Regions from separate parts of the Gossypium hirsutum genome. Here region 2 is linked to region 1. The links are chromatin contacts, called in public Hi-C maps. All regions are on one chromosome and are shown on one strand. The core of a region is the stretch at or near the end of the contact, and the rest is flanking DNA. Distances in the headings are between cores, read along the strand shown. Region 1 has its middle 6.5 kb from the start of LOC107962863. Region 2 has its middle 50 kb from the start of LOC121231586.

Region 1 (2,703 bases), core at 141-2,640:
AGAATTGAACTATTGTAGTACAATACAAAGATCTCTGAACAAGTAGAATCAGATTATTATAGCACAAACATACTAATAATTGGAAAATTCTAGACAGCCAATTAACTCGGACAAAAGCTCAAACATGACATTAGCATATGGTGGGAATTTGTAATCCACATTAATTGCACATAATGAGTCTCAGGACTCAACCTTTACCTTTACTGGGCGAAAAAACGACAATGAATTCAGTGACAAAAATAACCACATTTAGTGGCATAAAAAAATGCCACTAGTGCTTGACAAAAAAACGCTACAAAAAAACACGATAAAGAACGTTTTTTTCGTCCAATTCTCGAGGATTTTCGACAACTTGTTGCACAAAATCCTCAATGGGTCAGCGGTACTCTTAATTTTTTTACTTAATTTATAATTATCAACAAAAAGTGTTGAATAGCTATTATCACTTAATGTAGAATATATTAAGTTAATTTTATTTATAAAAACAATTAAAATAAGTTATTATTTTTTTATAGAAAAAGAAATATTCAAATTGATATATTTATCTTTTATCCAAAATTATCTAAAATAATATAAAATATTATATCAATAAGATTAAAAATAAAAACAAATAATCTTTAAAAAATCAAAATTACTTTTATCAAACAATATAATTATATTCAATACTTATATTTACTACTTTACTAAATAATTTTTTAATATAAATTTATTACTTAAAAAATTTTCAATTTATCAAATACACCCATAATTCAAATTATTAACATGTTAAAAGAAATCATGAGTTAAAATCTTTTTGATATCATTTAAAAAAAATGAAGTTACGATTATTAAAATAATTATTTTTACATTTGCCAAAAAAATTAATTCGGTTTTTAAATAAGTCAAAGATTTATACATGTAAATAAAATAAAATAAAATAAAATAAAATATTAATATCTAGCTTTGTGTTGTAATCATGAAAACACAAGGAACTAAATTCCAATATTTGTTTTTTCTAATTTCTATTCATTGCTGGATTCAAGAATATCAAAAATTTTTAAAAAATAAGAAACTGATATCAATAAAAGCCTTAGTCATCTAATTCTCATTAAAATTTTAAAATAAAAATATGGAATTTAAATATTTCTAATTAGATTTAGTTTTCACTGAAGAAAGGCTGTTATATATAAATCTATGATTGTGTTTTTAACTAAATTAAGGGGAAAACGGGGAATTGCATAAGAGGTTGACGTCATTATATGAATCTGTGTCGGGGTCTTAAGTGTAGTTTTCCTCTGACTCTTCTGCAGATAACGTAATCATAATTTGATGTCTTTGGGATTTGGGATTGGGGGGCAATAATTTTAAGCCTGCCCCATTTCTCTTTTACATTTTTCAGTATATATTGAAAAATTAGCCCAGTAAAAAAGAGATTACAACTGCCGTCTCTTTAGTTTCGGCCATTATTGTTGTGGGCTCCTATTATCTCTTCTTTTTATTTTTTCATAGATCTCTTTAATTTTATGGTTTAGAATGGATCCATGATGAAGCATAGAAAGTCCCACTAAATTATTCATAATATTTAATTATTTAATCATTATAAGTCCTTATGGACCTAAATCATGTATGCATATAATAGAGATGTAAGAAAAAAATTAGATTAAAATTTTTATAATAATTGAATAATAGATGGAAGGATAAAGTATTTTTAAATAAATGTTTATCTTTAAATTATAAAATTAAAAATTAATTTATTGTAAAATTATAAGTTGTTGATTCCCCTTCAAATCAAAAGATGATTGTATTAACAGTTAATATATAACATCTTAGAATTATCATGGTGTTTTGGAAGTGCCGGGGTGCTGGAGTATAACAATAATATATATATATATAAACAATTGGTGGCCGTTAAACATACAAGTGGTCAAAAAGAATAGATTAGTTTATTTTTTAAAAAAATAAGTTTTTACTTTTTAATTTTAAAGTTATGATATACATGCCTATAAGTTTAGGGTTATGCGCCTAAAACAAAGATTGTTTGGTGAGAGTTAGACCGACCCCTTCACTTAAAAAGCGCTCAACCACGATTATTTATCATTTGGTGTGGGCCCAAATTGTTATTTTTCTCCCTTTGATTATCAGCATACCCACAATTACCACCCTTGGGCTAGGGAGTCCCATGGGGCTTGGCCTTGGGAAGGTATTGGACCAGAGTTTCCAAATTGACCATGCGTGGCTCTTGGAGATAGGTTCACTTGTTCTGGTGCTTCCACATTGCTTGCATTCATACTTTTTAGACTTAATAATGTTGTAATGCATGCATCATTTGAGGGCTCATCAACATCATTCCCAACTTTGTATGAGGTGTAGTCATCATCTATAGCACATTTCTGCAGAAGAAAAATGAGGTTTTAGCACTATTCATGTTGTGAAATACTGTGAATTTTAGTCAAAGCCAATATATTATGTACCTCAAGAACACCTTGAGAAGCCGCCAATCTTCCAGCAGCTATTGTAGCCTCACCGGGGCGGAGAGGAAACTTGAGTGTTAACCACTATTCCAGATTGCTTGTAAACAAGCTTTCCACTTTCCACAATCAATTCAAATGCTTCTCTTTCTTTTTGCAAGCAAGAGAGAACATATATGGTTAACAAAATGAGAGTACATTTTAGATTAGAATGGGTTTGTTTGATTAGTGATAGAAGTAGACTCACTGATCCTAG
Region 2 (2,703 bases), core at 87-2,586, 110 kb before region 1:
ATAGATAAAAAAGTTAATGTTAGTTAATTTTGTTGACATGGCATACACATGGCAATTTAACAAATTATTATATTTTAAAAATTAAATGATATTTTTATAATTTTTATACCTTTTTAAATAAATTTAATAAAATTTATTTTTAAAATAATTTTTTGAATTTTTAAACTTTTAAAGAATTAATTAATTGCTGATGTAGCATCCACATATATGTCATGTCAGCAAAGAAAAAAATATTAAATTTTTTATTCATTTCGGGGTGATTTGACAAACAATACAGGTTTAAAGGCTAAAAAGACGAAAAATTAAATAGAGAGCTAAAATAATTTTTTTTGTAAAGTTTGAAGGTCTAATAAGTCATTATGCCTATTTTTTTTTCATATGATATGCCATAATCTAGTATATTATAAATAGAGTTACTTGCACTAGACATCCCCAAACTATGATCCTCATTTTAAATTGGTCTCTATACTTCAAAATATTCTAATTATGTTCCTAAACTATCGATGTTATATTAATCAAGTCCTTTCGTTAATAAATCTGTTAACTTAACCATTAAATATTGTGTAGCTAAATTTAAAATGAAAATTTTAAAGAAAAATAGAACATTGTCACATACATTAATTTTAAAAGTAAAAACTAAAAATAATGTAAAATTGAAAAAAATAAAGAAAAAATAAACGATAAAACTTTTATAAAAGCTTTGAAATCCTCAAAACTAATATTTTTAAAACATCTATTTTTACAATATTAAATTTTTCTTAATTTTAAAATATATCACATAATATTTAATATTTAATGTGTGATTTAACAATTAAATTAACAATTTTAATATAGAAATACCTAATTAATACATCAAATGATTGTCTTATTTTCATTAAATATAAAAAAATTAACTTTTTAATATTGTGATTTTCAGCCCTCTATTTTTCTGAAAACTGACAAGTTATTATTATTATTATTTTTTAAAGGGAACCCTCTCTACTTTTATTTGTCAACATTTAATATGTATACTTAAATATGGTTAAAGCTTGTATTTGAACTGACCTGAAAATTAACAGTCCAACTATTTACACATTTAAAATCACCAATAAATTAATTAAATTTTTAAATTTTTATACCAACTATTATTAGATTAAAATAAAAATTAATCCCACGACAAAAGCAACCCAAGGCAAAGGCCAACCGAGAAAAGAGGACTGACGTGGAAAGAACACTCATTGGGAGTGGGCCCCAGTCATGATGTAATCATTGGAACTAAATTACAGTCTTTATCATCATCGATCACTTTCGTGACACGTAGAAGCTCTTTTGCACTTTCCTTCAGGCATGGAGATTGGTGGGCCTTACTATGCGGAGCCCACCAACCATTTTGGGTCCATCAACATGGAGCAAATCAAAGTGGGCTACGTGGATTATCAGCCTGGTGATTAAGAAAAAACTTGGTCCCACTCCCACCATCACAAGTTGGGTATTCCCGCGAAAAGAGCTCCACCGTTGATGGTGGTCGGTAAAAATGATGTTTGCCTGCCCAATCCCATATAATTTATTATTATAAAATTACATTTAATCAAATACTTGTACTTTATGTCCTTTGTTGAAACCGCGTATCCTTAATTAGGGTACCAACTCATTTATAAAATTATAAAAATATCTCCTTTTTTAATTGTAATTAATATTTTTATAATGACACTTCGATCTTTTATATTTTTTTATCATCTTTAAATAAAAGAATAAAAACTTTAAAATCAAAGTGTTAAACACGTGTTCAATAGTATTAAAATACAAGTTTACTACCACTCTATTCATAATAGTATTAAAATACAAGTTTACTACCACTCTATTCATACTCATTATTAAATAAATTTTAAAAATAAATATTTTTAACATAAAATATTTTCTTTCGCTTACATCGTGTTGTGACGAAATCTAGTATTTATAATTTGTCTGTTATATCTATATTATATTAAATAGCTTATTGAGAGTTAAGGGTCAATCAAACACTAATTCAATTATGAAATTATGAAATTACCTTCTCATATACAAATTAAGTTATATTTTTTATGAAGGTGTTTTGTCTTTTTATTTATATAATAAATCAATAAAAATTTAATCATAATGAAATTTGAACCCAAAACACCATGCATAATAAACATTTAACTTTACCATTGTAACTAAAATATCAATTGGCTTTTATATAAATTTTTAGTAATTATATTTATTACATAATTTTTTTATCCATATTGCGAGTCTGCCTTAATCTAGTATTACATTTAAGTTGTTTTTTAATTAAGTTGGTATCACGAGTGAATAGGATGTCAACTCATTTGGGAAATGACTAAAAACTCATTCCTTTTACAAAGTAAGAACTATTACTTATGAGGGTATTTTGTTCTCAATAAAAAAAATTATAAATATATTTTTATGTAAAATTTTCACTTACATTGAATGTAATAGAGTCAATATTTACATTGTTTTGCTAAACCATGGGCATTTGTCATGGGGCTAGAACTTTAGTCTAGCAAACTGTGCGAACTTAAGCATAAAGTTTGCTTCAAATCCGCCTAAGTCATCCTAAATCCTTGAAAAGTAAGAATCTCAAAGAATTATATAAGCCATTTGTGACACCCCAACCCGGTCGGGACAGTTCATCTCAAATTTTGAGCAACACATTAGCCACCGAGGTGACTTTTCAAAGAACAACCA

The links. A called contact is a pair of places that touch in the nucleus more often than the background predicts.
Region 2: a Hi-C map of leaf shows a contact between it and region 1, with 1.6 times the contacts expected there. The contact joins two enhancer-like sites. A contact is called at or near these places in 5 of 34 Hi-C or Micro-C datasets (callus, cotyledon, hypocotyl and 1 more).

What each region holds. Positions count from the first base shown.
Region 1 is chrA06:29,349,643-29,352,345 of Gossypium_hirsutum_v2.1, reverse strand. No RefSeq gene overlaps it. Among protein-coding and RNA genes, the nearest start is that of LOC107962863, 6.5 kb to the right of the region's middle. Within about 2 kb of position 1,390, at least 3 of the 9 cell types and tissues checked have an H3K27ac peak or open chromatin away from gene starts, as enhancers often do. A contact at or near this core is called in hypocotyl and leaf, where this site is marked.
Region 2 is chrA06:29,460,819-29,463,521 of Gossypium_hirsutum_v2.1, reverse strand. No RefSeq gene overlaps it. Among protein-coding and RNA genes, the nearest start is that of LOC121231586, 50 kb to the right of the region's middle. Within about 2 kb of position 1,336, at least 3 of the 9 cell types and tissues checked have an H3K27ac peak or open chromatin away from gene starts, as enhancers often do. A contact at or near this core is called in hypocotyl and leaf, where this site is marked.